Regions from separate parts of the Bombyx mori genome. Here region 1 is linked to region 2. The links are chromatin contacts, called in public Hi-C maps. All regions are on one chromosome and are shown on one strand. Each heading gives the region's core, a stretch centred on a gene start, on an enhancer-like site or on the middle of the called end of the contact. The rest is flanking DNA. Distances are from core to core; before and after follow the strand shown. Region 1 holds the start of LOC101746416 (forkhead box protein P1). Region 2 overlaps LOC101746416 (forkhead box protein P1).

The links. A called contact is a pair of places that touch in the nucleus more often than the background predicts.
Region 1: a contact with region 2 is called in a Hi-C map of posterior silk gland, with 2.4 times the contacts expected there. The contact joins the promoter of LOC101746416 here to the enhancer-like site in region 2. A contact is called at or near these places in 2 of 7 Hi-C or Micro-C datasets (middle silk gland and posterior silk gland).

The regions. Positions count from the first base shown.
Region 1 is chr27:7,993,343-7,999,809 of ASM3026992v2, forward strand. LOC101746416 (forkhead box protein P1) reads right to left here and starts at 5,175. Exons shown (of 17, transcript XM_021346122.3): 1 at 4,385-5,175.
Region 2 is chr27:7,960,756-7,967,392 of ASM3026992v2, forward strand. The region is part of intron 1 of LOC101746416 (forkhead box protein P1); the gene reads right to left. Among protein-coding and RNA genes, the nearest start is that of LOC101746416, 34 kb to the right of the region's middle. Within about 2 kb of position 4,711, at least 2 of the 8 cell types and tissues checked have open chromatin away from gene starts, as enhancers often do.

The DNA of each region.
Region 1 (6,467 bases), core at 3,925-6,424, 33 kb after region 2:
AAATTATTTAGAAAATAAACATTATGCACTATGAACACACAATATATGGGAATACATGGGAATACCTGAAATTTTACTGCATATTTTTAATGTATAATAGGTAAAAAAATACATAGAGGAATAGTTGAGATGTTTAATTCAGAAAGATTACTCTGCTTTTTATACTGGCTTCAAGTCCCATATTTTTTTATTGCTTAGATGGGTGGACGAGCTCGCAGCCCATCTGGTGTTAAGTGGTTACTGGAGCCCATAGACATGTACAACGTAAATGCACCATCCACCGTGAGTTATAAGTTCTAAGGTCTCAGTATAGTTACAACGGCTATCCCACCCTTCAAACCGAAACGCATTACTGTTTCACGGCAGAGATAGGCGGGGTGGTAGTAGCTACCCACCCATGCGGACTCACAAGAGGTCCTACCACCAATAAAAATATGCACAATACGGGGCTGTGTAGGAACGTATCTACCATGTTATAGATGGGTTACTTGTATCACACAATTTACGCTACAATCCTCCTGAGAGTCTTTTAAATAAAGTAGCGCATCTCTTGTCAGATATTTTCCCGGAACAATGATGATCAGATGGTTAGTAACCTCAAGAGCAAATCACCTAAGCATAGCTTTTCCAAAGGGATATATCGACAAACGATTTAAGAGTGTGAATGTTTCATTCAAACATCCAAAAGAAGATAAATGCGTAGATTGATGGTGTTATATGAAAAAGTAATGAGGTTATGATAATGTTAAAATACATTAAGAAAAGAAACCCTGCGTTTTACCCAATTAAATAGAAAAAAACAAGTCCAATACTATATAAATAATACGTAATAATAAAAGGTAAAATAACTCGAATGTTAGTATAGGAAATGTAGAGACGTTAAATTATATTCAAATCTGGTTTGCATGTTCCCTCTGTTTTTTCGGATCATATTTTTTGTTTCATTTACCAAATTTATTTTACTTCATCTTTACTTGATTGTAAATAAAATGAGTTAATTATTTCTATAAAGAATGTAAGCCCAAACAAGATTACATTTTTGACTAATTGGGTCTTGTTCTATCTGACTTCCTCACCACTGAGTTCCTCACCGGATCTTCTCAGCGGGTCGCGATTCCGATCCGGTAGTAGATTCATTCGCGAAGCAGCTATTCTTGAGTTGTTAGGTCTCCTTTGGAGGCGCTTGGATAGGTGTTAGCAAATCCCACCCCTCCTGGCTAAACCCTTGCTCGCTCACCTGTCCTGATAAAACTGGAAGGCCTCCAGGCCACCAATAAACTCTCAAACATAAAAAACGCTGTTATGTCCGAACTGAAGACTTGAAAATTCGACCTCATATCTCAAAGCACGAATTCGCGTTTTGTTGACTACTAACGACCCGCCCTCGATTCGCTTCGGAAACTGTAATTTATTAATAATTTCTCCACTATTTAATGGATGTTATTATACATATAAACCTTCTTCTTCAACCACTCTATCTATTAAAAAAAACCGCATCAAAATCCGTTGCAAAAGATTTAAGCATACATAGGGATATAGGGACAGAGAAAGTGACTTTGTTTTATACTATCTAGTGACATACCAGCAGATACTTAATTTTTTTTTTTAATCCAAGCATTGCTACGAAAAACATCCACCAGACTTCATCTTCTTCTGAGTCGGTCTCTTCATGACCGAAGGTCGTGTCTAGTTTGAACCAGACTTAGCTGATCGGTAATGCTCTATGGCACCAAGTTGGCAATTTCAACAATAAATATCTCAAACGTTTAAAAACTATATTAAAATGGGTGTAGAATCTCGCCGCGCTGAGAAAGGTAAACAGGAGGGATGGACGAAAATATGGGGTGAGTCGAGTGCTATGTCGCCCTCGTTTTTTGTACACACGAAGCTTCGGTTCTTATTTTGTTTGCTTGAACGTGCATATTTGCTTAATGCAAACTTGCAAGTATTAAGATAAGCGCGGTGAAGTATCAGCCTTAAGGATTTTAAGAGATAAGAATTATGAACTTCTGATTGTTTTTTTTTTGTCATCGCTGGTAACCTAAGCTGGGCTGGGCTGTTATTATCGCAGGTAGCCTAAGGGTCAGCTATGAGCGAATGGGTGGATGAACTCACGGGCTCGACCTTAGAGAATTTGCTAACACAAGCCCTAGCAGCGGTAGGCACCGGCTTGGCTCTGCCCTTGGCATTGCTGACGTCCATGAGCGACGGTGACCACTTACCATCAGATGCGCCGTATACTCGTCTACCTTCAAAGGCAATTAAAAAAAAATAGCAAGAGGGGCGCTTCGCCTAATTTACCATCGGAACGGAATCGCGACCCACTGAGAAGATCCGACGAGAAACTCACTGGGTTACTTTCGAAAATACAGGCATTGCCATCGGAGGCTCACGGCCGACCAGCTGACGAGTGCTCACCGTCACTCACAGATATTTTTAACGCGCGCACGTATGTTTGTTTGTACGTAACCGAATCTTTGACCGTCAATTTTGCCGTCTTCAAGACGTATGATTAGCTTGACCGATACAAATACAATAATTTAATAACTTCGCTCTAATGTCCGGACCAGTATGAACTTGATTAAATATGTATATGCAATTTGAGATGATACAACAATTGATACAACAATGGCGCTATCTTGTTTAGTTAGTTGGACACGGTTTAGTGTTTTCATGTTATAACAAATGCAGCTAAATGTCCTAACAAATTCAGTTCAAAAATTTTATTTTTACTCAGTACTAAGTACTAATAAACGAAGTTTTATCATTTAAAATTCAGATTATTAGTAATATTCTCATTCTTTATAAACGTGCTTTAAAATAAAGAATATCGTAGCTATCCGAACAAACTTATTTCAGCTTCTCAAACCGGGAGTGTTGCTAATACTGGTCCTAGCAAGAGCAGTACTTCGATGGATCGGGAGGATCCGTAATGACGTGTTTAGGGCTGATTTTTGTAGTTTACCTGAATATTTGACAGACTTGGATTTAGCTGCCTTTGATTTTATAGGACTCATATATGTCCCGACGCGACGCCCTCGATCTCAAGCCCTTTTCGTCTTTATTAGGTAGTAATTATGTCTCATAATTAACAAACAACTGTTCTTCTGTAATTCCATTTACACAGCACATTGTTTTATAAACGTGATAAAACTATATGGACCGGACGGCTAGGTATAATCGTTCTATCTATTTCGGCCGCGAAAATTGGTGCGTGCCAATCTAAAGCCTAAGTATATTAGATTAAAACTTTAAATATATCCCGCAGCCTCTCGGAGCGGGCGTCGGTGATTCGTATTGCTTCTAATACCTTTTTTATTCTTCCCTACCTATTTGCTGGTAGCCTAAGAGGCTATTCCAGCTACGCCCGGACGGATAGAGGTGAGCTCACGGGCTCAACCTGAGAGGATTTGCTAACACTAGCCCTAGCAAGAGCATAGCTTCGCAGAATCTACCGCCGGGTCGGTATCGCGGCCCACTGAGAAGATCCGGCGAGAAACTCTGTGTGGGCAAATTCGAAAAGCAAAAATCTAAATCTGTTTCTCATAACACACAATTCAAAATGAATGTATACCTAGTCTGTAGTAGACTTTTTACTAAAAAAAAGTCGTTTCATTGTGTCTTTTTTCGCGCGAATGAAAAAAATTACTTTACTAAAAAATGTATTTTTCGTTTCCACGCTTAATGTTAGTTGCGTGTTTTTTCTTTTTTTATTTTATTTAATTATCTAATTTTATATTTGCCTAACCTTGTAATTAGCACTGCAAATCAGTACGAAATATTCTTAAATATTTGACTTAGCATTTAACGTACATTCGCGCACGGCATCCGACAATTTGATTTTGTTAAGTAACCATAAAACTCATAGACGCTTCATGGATCAAAATAAACGCTGAGCTTGAAGTCTATGGAAATGTTGGTGTAAGCAGAAGCAACCTCTTTGGCTAATCCTTATAATCAGATCGGACATAACGTCAGACTTTGCCGAAAACGTACAAAAAAGCAAGCAGAAAATTGACGATAGATTCTCGAAAATGTGGCGTGCTAATACAAAATACGCGGCCGAAAGATACACGTGTAATAACAGAACGTGTATAACATATTATATCTTCGTATAACCATATAAGGTGGACATGAATTAAAAAGTCAACTCATCAAAGTTTCGTCTTCGCCTAAATACATGACAAGTAACCTCTCCCTCCTTGTCTCCCCGCTTACAAAGAGTGACAATAAGTCGCGCACGCACACAATCGCAATTGTTTGTACACTCACACAGAGGGCCCGGCAACTAGGTATTCGGTTTCCCGCCACCGGCGCGAGCACTCACACAAAACACGAAAAGCAAACAATACAAACACCAACACACAAGTAAATTTAAACTCACCTCAAAATAAATCCATTAGAAAACACACTTGTTCAAACAACTAGCGCTTAGCCTCGAAAACGCGTTGAAAAAACACTCGCCAGCATCCGATGTATGCTCAACACTTTTCCAAACTTTCTGTGCAGCCTTCTTCCTCGTTACCTCCACGGACGAGTTCCCGCCAAAATCCCGAATAGACAGCCGAATTTTCGATTCCACAATCAAATAAACTTTTGCAAAATTATAATATAATACGTATGTAATTTATTCTATTAATTTATAAATACAACTTATCAAGGTTGTCGTTCGGATATACAATTCCTTATCTTTATAACTGGGTCTTCGGGTGAACAGTCATCATTCGCGAACATTTTTTTTTTTCACGCACAATCTCTTCCGCAATTCGAAATAAGCGAGTTCAATCGAAATACAAAATAAAAGAAACGCGACAATCGGCCCCGAAACTTATTAACACACGTTGCGCGGTAAAAATAAACTATGATTAACTGCTATTTAGATTCGCGGAGACAAGAGGCACCGGCGTGCGACAAAGCGGTCGAGATAATACGAAAAACAAACGAACTAAAAAAACAAAAAGTACAGTCGATCAACTATTAAAATGAACAATGTTAACCTGCCAATAAAATCGCGAATTTGTTTACCGCGTCGCTATTTCGGTCGCTAGGAGCGGTTCCGATATGAATAATTATTATTGCCGACGAGCGTACATCGACGCATAGTTGTCGTTTCATAAAACGTACGCGTTAAAACTGAGTCGAAAGGCTCGCCCCGTGTCGGAGCATAGCGCCGAATAAAATAAACAACAATATACCTAAATAAGCGGCTCGGCGGGCGTGGCGGAGTGTGCGTGCGCGTCGCTGTGTGCGTGTGTAAACAAGAGGCGACGCGGGTCACATGATATCCACCCGTCACAGCCGTGCCTGGGCCTACCGGCATTTGTATCTAGCCTAGTTCGACACTCACTGTGGCCATTCAGACATTCAGCAGACGACGCGCCTACCACAGGTCGTAAATCTCATTTTTTTTCGTGATAACGCCGGGTAATTTGCAAACCGTGAATGTCCAGATACCCTGTTTGGTATGTAACTCGGTGCTCGAGAGTTATGTGGCGCTACTCACTTGCGAACGATAACGCCTCTGTCATTATAATTATATTTTATTTCACTTTTTTTTTTGTTGCTTCCATGGGTGGACGAGCTCACAGCCCACCTCTTGTTAAGTAGTTACTGGAGCCCATAGACATCTACAAGGTAAATGCGCCACCCACCTTGATATATAAGTTCTAAGGTCTCAGTATAGTTTCAACGGCTGCCCAACCCTTCAAACCGAAACACATTACTGCTTCACAGTAGAAATAGACGGGGTGGTGTGTATCTACCCGTGCGGACTCAGAAGAGGCCCTACCACCAGTAAAAAACATCAAGAAACTATAATAATTGAAACAAGTCGATGATTTAATATCGCTTTTCTTATTGTCATTAAACTGACCATATCTGACGTTTCGATACATATTATTATGTAAAAGTAGAAATGAAAGTGGTTTTAATTATGTTTACGACCAGCCAAAACTAAAGAAATTACTGGACAAAGTAAAATGATAAATTTTATCACTAAAAAGGAAAACATACTCCGTGAAATACGAAATGAAAAACAAGTTAAAATCGTCATATAAAATAGCGAGAATCTTTTAAAGGTTACACACAGTGCAGCCTGTTTCGGCGCTCACATATTTAAGAAACAGGATAATTCTGTTTTTCTTCTTAAACGAGGTGAATAATATTATATCGTTAATTCGATCAAGTTATAAATGTTAATTCAGGAAATCTAAATCACTCACAATAATATCTTGTTTTAGTTCTAAAATTTAAGATGAAGCAATGACATAAGAGTGACTTACATTTAGCGAATTAATATATTCTTTTGGAATTTAGTTAAACTTTTTTGTTAGTAGTTGTTTCCAAATGCTAAAAACAGATAAGATTTTAACGACAACTTAAAGCTGATGAGCAAATCGTGTCTTTATAGTGAAATTAATTTCAAATGTTACGACTTAAGGCTTCGTCAAACAGAAGGCGTAATTAGC
Region 2 (6,637 bases), core at 3,461-5,960:
TGAACGGTACCCTAAGTCTTGAGACAAAAGAATAAAGTCTTAATTGGTTCAATACATAACCTTCATAGTGACACCACAAACTCATCGAGGAGTAAACGAAAAATCTGTTCACAATTTCCTGAGACTTCATATTTTACGAAAATATTACAGTAGGTACAACGGCTGCTCCGCCCTGTAAATCGAAATGCGATACTGCTTCACCGCAGAAATACATAGGGTGGTGTTATATGCCCTTTTTATAAGAATGAGCCGTTACTGGTGGCCCAGAGGCCTTTCCAGTTTCACCGGGGTAGGTGAGTAAGCAAAGACTCAGCCGGGAGTTAGATGTCCGTGGCGAACTCACAAGACATCCTACCACCAGTAAAGACCTGAAGTAAAGTAAAAAAGTCTGAAGTTAGATGGGAACCTTCAGGTTGCTAGCTAATGGCCGCGAGTTCGCCCACCGTCCAATAAAACAATAAAGTAGGTAGGTTATAAAGATAATCCATACAAACAAACACGTTCTATGGCAGCTACTAATCCTACTCATTCTAATTAGACAACTGATGATCTTTTTTTTCTAGCTAATCGTTGGCGTCTTCTACCACATCACGTGGAAGGTTGACATGCGATGAACCGACTAAGTCAAGTCGGCAGTTGGCAATTAAATGCAAGAGTACCAGGCTTTCCACAAACCGGGAGAAGTGACGATTGCTCGTGAGGCGCATAACATCTGCCCACAGCAATGGTACTGACTGGCGACCAGGACCGCTCTGTCAAGAGTGATACGACAAAGAAATCGTTGGTAGCCTGATGGACTATTCCAACTACGCGCGGCTTAGTAGGCAAGCTCACGGGACTCAGCCTGAGGGAACTTGCTAACGCTAGCCCTAGCAAGAGTATTGCATCACTGAATCCATCATTAGTTTAGTGACTGACTATCGAAAGAGTGGTTTGCGATGTCATATTCGTTCGATGAAAATAATCACGTATATTAATTAATATGTAAATTTTATTCTAGCAAAACCATATGCAAAAACAGGAAACGGTCCCGTGTCAATTAATTTTTTGTAAATTTAAAAATATCGATAATCTTAATACCTAGTAGTATTTTATCTCTAAACGAAGCTGCATAAAGTATAGAAACTTTAAGCTATGCTTTGACCAACATTTTTTTAAGGCTTATTAGGGTGAACGAGCCGTGAACCCTCCTGTGTGCTTAGTGCGACTGTTTCAACGCTGTCGATAACGTAAAAGTTAACTCAAATTTATATAGAGTTGGAATTTTTGCCTACGATTGCCGCTAGGGGCACTGTTCGAACTGCATACAAACTCTTTTTTTCCGTACCTTAGCTGATGGTCTTCAGAGACCATTTCGGCGTTACCTTAACAAGTAGGTGAGCTCACGGGGGTCGAACCTGACGTCGTTGCTAACACTAACCCTAGCAAGAGCTAGCTGCTTCGCAGAATCAACCACCGCATCTGAAACAGGACCCATTGAGAAGATCCGGCGAGAAAATCAGTGGGCTAAATATTCTCTCTGAAGTTATATACAATATGTGGTCTATACAAAACAAGTACAACTAGACTTTGAACACGAAATTTATTGACCTTAAATTGTACACATTTCAGCTGTTGTTAAAAAACAATTCGATATTTTTTTATGTTCTTGTAGGACTGTATTTTTATTTTTTGTATTTACGCAAATTTCTAGATTTGTAGAACAATTTAAAATATACTTTTTTTATCTGAAATGATTTTTCTCTGGAAGTCGCCGTGTTAAATTAAATCGATGTATCTTGAAGTTGGCTTGCAATATTATTTTAAGAATAATTAAGTTTCCGTTACCTCATTTAAATAATTTATGGATTTGTAGTAGTAGTTTTCTTTCTATTCTTGTTAGTTACCAACCCAAAAATAAACGTCTGACATTTATTTTTGTTCACAATCTGCCCATGCGCCGTATTAGTGCTTGGAAACTTGTTTGGTTTTTATTGACTATCTTCAATCTACTATGCGGATATAATGTTCTGTTAGTTGTGCAAATAAATAAAATAAATGCCCATATTATTTAGTGGCAGCGATATTATACTTATCTATACTAATATATAAATCTACAGTGATTTTTACCCGATGTTCCGTTATAACTACTGAACCATGCATCCGATTGACTTGAAACTTGGTATCCATGTAGAAAATACATGTACTTAATGGACAGGGTAATATTTATATGAATGTTGGACTCCCTACACCAGTTGCGGGGGCGTTAATGATGACAATCTTTGTGGGGGTGAGAAATAATAATGTTAATTTTAAATGCCCAGCGAAGCGGATGGGTACAATTATTACGGAGCTATTTGTCCGTCATATGTTTTGACTAATTTCATTTTGACATTACTGTGCAAAAAACAGAGGAACGACTAAAATGTGATTTAAATATATCTTTTTTATAATAATTGAAGACCTAAATTTTAGTGTAAATGTTTCATCATCTGGGTAGGAAGTTACCCAGCTATGAAGATAGACTTTGCCACTTTAATTTAGACTCTCTTCTAAACCGGAGAAAACTAATGGGGGGTATATTTCTGTACAAATTAATTCATGGAATAACCGACACGCCTAATCTATTAACCCAGATAAAAATATCAGCCCCTAAGTACCTACCAAGAACGGAGAAATATAAACCGTTTATAAGAAAGCCCGCTCGTTCGAATTTAGGTGCTTACTCTCCCTTAAACAGAATCCTTTGGGACTACAATAATGTCCACGGTAGCGCGGTCTCCGTCAATGTTCCTTCGGAGTTGTCCGATTGCGCTGAACTTATTTTAAGTGAAATAGATGTTTTTTCTGATTGTCTCACTACTTACAGGAAAAATCTGTCGCGGATCATCTCCCAATTAAATTAATCATAAGCAATGAATGAAATGTATTCAAATCTTAGCTGTATATTTTTTTATTTTTGATGTTAATGCACTGACGATTGCACCTATAATTGAGGTGACATCTGCCATGAACTTTTGTCAATTTGTCAATGTTTTGTATTGATGATCACTTTGTTGGTGCAACTTAATAAATAAATAAAATAAAATAAATAAATCATCATCATCATCATCATCGCCGGAGTAGAGCTCATCCATACTACCTGGAGCTACTGCGTTCATCCACAGTGCGTTTCCAGTGATTTCTTATGCTACGAACCATCCGGCTTTGGAATGAGCACCCCTCCACGGTGTTTCCCGAGCGCTATGACATGTCTTTCAAACGAGGCTTGTGGAGAGTACTTAAAGGTAGCCAGCGGCTTGGTTCTGCCCCTGGCATTGCTGAAGTCCATGGGCGACGGTAACCACTCACTATCAGGTGGGCCATATTCTCGTATGCCTACAAGGGCAATAAAAAAAGGCAGTGTAATCATTAACTAAATTCTAACATTGTTCCAAATTTCGAAGTGTATCATAAAAAGAAATACAAATCGTACATACCAATTCATACTACAGCCCCGAATATTGTAAAGTATCCGAAACGTCGTATATATCTATATATATATAAAAATGAATTGCTGTTCGTTAGTCTCGCTAAAACTCTAAAACGGCTGGACAGATTTGGCTAATTTTGGTCTTGAATTATTTGTGGAAGTCCAGAGACGGTTTAAAAGGTAGATAAATATTAAAATGCTCGGAATTAAATAAAAATAACAATTCTGTTTTTCCTTTGATGTGTCCCCCGTCGGACTTCGGAGGAGGATTCCTTTTGTTTGTTTTAAGTTTATTTTATGCAAAAATTTAGTTCTTTTATTTATCGATTGAGGCACTACGAAGTCTGCCGGGTCAGCTAGTTAATTAATAAAGACAATTAAAAACGGTAGATTGTTTCACAAAAATACTTTTAATTGTGTCCACGGTTCGCGAGGTGCGAAGAAAAAAAAAAATTTATATTTTTAGATTAGATTTTAAATTTAAAACGGCAAAAAATAAACTCAATTCACTCTCTTAATGTGTGAGAATATTAGTTAACAGTTAACTGTTAAGATTAATCTTATAGACACCTCTTGTTTTCTATAACACTTGTTGCATCACAAAGCCGCGTGATGCAAGCCACGTTTTTTTTTATTGCTTAGATGGGTGGACGAGCTCACAGCCCACCTGGTGTTAAGTGGTTACCGGAGCCCATAGACATCTACAACGTAAATGCCGCCACCCATCTTGAGATATGAGTTCTAAGGTCTCAGTATAGTTACAACGGCTGCCCCACCCTTCAAACCGAAACGGATTACTGCTTCACGGTAGAAATGGCAGGGTGGTGATACCCACCCGCGCGGACTCGCAAGAGGTCCTACCACCAGTAAATTTAAGTTTGTATAGTAAATTTAAGTTATTTAAGTTTGTACATCCATCTTTGGCTCTGATAGAAAAATGAAATTTTCATTGGAGCCCGATGAATAAAACTAACAAGAGCTAGAGCAAGAATTAGTCATGCTAAATCTTCAAAAACGACCAAAAACAAAAAGCTATATCAAACTATAGGACGTTCTTAATTTCGTCCTCTTTCTGAAATTAACAAACCCTATCGCCCACACACTTGATTGCGTTCAAAGCCCACGTATAATGCTGCATATAAATATCTATATAGATAATATATTTAATGTTTATTCCACAAACAAATCGTTATCAGTGCCGCTTACGTACAACATAAGTAAACAATTCATGTTTTTTTGCAAACAGATTGCGTATCGATCGTGTTTCCATTTGTATTATTATTATGTTGACGTAGACTCGCAGAAGACCATTTCATACCTTGGAACTACTTGATATCGGCACATTGGCCTAAATGGATCATAGTCGGAACAAATAAATAATACTCTGAGGAGCACTTGGGAACAAACGACAAAGGGAAAATCTTCCACCGAGTGGGTGAAATTGCTGGGCTGACGGTCCCAAATGTAGTTCTTTCTTCACTATCTAATCATTTGTAGCCTAAGGGGCTATTCCAACTACACGCACAAGGGTAAGTGAGCTCACGGGCTCGGCCTGAGATAAGTGCTAAAGCTAGCAAGAGCAGTGCTTCAGTGAATCTAGCACCGGACCGAAATCGCGACCCACTGAGAAGATCCGGCGAGAAATTCAGTTGTAAAATGTTGTTCAGAAATGTTATATATGCCAACTTATCTTTAAAATATCTTTAGCGAAACTTGGGCATCTGTCAAATATCTTGCTTCTTCTCTCAAATATCTTCTTTTTTCTACCTATTCGCTGGTAGCCTAAGGGGCTATTCCAGCTACGCCCGGACCGGTAGGTGAGCTCACGGGCCCAATCTGAGTGAATTTGCTAACACGAGTAGTGTCAGAGCCCTAGCAAGAGCAGTGCTTCGCAGAATCTACCACCGGATCGGAATCGCGACCTACTGAGAAGATCCGGCGAGAAATTCAGTTGGCTAACCTTGCGTTCCACGATGGCTAACGACTATATTAATATGTCTTCGACTAGTTTTTGACATTACCATCAATGTATCTATGCAACCGTGATCTTTTAACGTAATTTTCATAACTACAACTCAGTTAACTTGAATTGAATTAAATTGAATTTAACGTGTGTCTTCGGACTTCAACCGCTACTTTAGTCTTAACAAAAATGAACAGAGTACAAAAAAGTATTATAATTTTTTGTATTTTCTTCGATTTTCGCGATTCTTAGACATAATTAAAACTATTTTTGGAATTAAAACTCGTTTTTTTCTTCTTCTCATTACATTATTTCCGATGTCTCGAAAACTACGCTTTTCGTGATCACGGAAGTAATATTATAATGAGAGTAAAGAATGCGAGATTAAACCGTACAAGTAATATTGCTCTTGAAATGCGTTCTTATAGTTAAGAATTTCAATATTTATTCTACTTCTAAAATTGACTTTTTTTCCTACTTATGTTGATAGCCTTGAGAGGCTATTTCAGCTTCGCCTTGTAGCACGTGTAGGTGAGCTCGCGGGGCTCAACCCGGAAGTGTTGCTAACACTGACCCTGACGAGAGAGCAGTGCTTCGCAGAATCTACCACCGCATCGGAAACGCGACCCACTGAGAAGCTCCGGCGAGAATCTCAATGGGCTGTGTCTATGGGTTAATTCTCTCGTCGAGCCCTTCGTCGCAAGCGACGGGTTCGGCAAGGACGGTGACCGGTGCTTGAGGTACCTAAAAGCACCGTTAATGGATCGGGAGGATCCGTAATGACGTGTTTAGGGCGACGTCGACTGTTTACCATTCGGTCCACAGGACCCGATCCTGTGGACCGAATGGTAAACAGTCTTGTCAGAAATGTTGAAATTGACGAGCGATAATCACCACTCGGTATCAAGTGGATCGTGTACTCGTCCTTTCCAGTGAAAGCAGTAAAAAAAGGCTGCTGTTCGCTTCCAAGTCAATCCGGAAGACATGAAGTATTGCTTTTATAAGCCGACACCAGACAGTCCACACAGGAAAACGTACAAAACCAACTCTACGAGCCGTAGATACTGCTGCGACCATTATGTACTTCTATAGGCTTTAAGAATTCTCGTCTTATCGCACCGTGACAGCAATGCCAGGGGCACAGCAAAGCTGCTACCAACCGCCGAGTCCACTTTTAATGGCTATTTAGGAATTAAGGATTCGATAAGATGATAACAGCTATA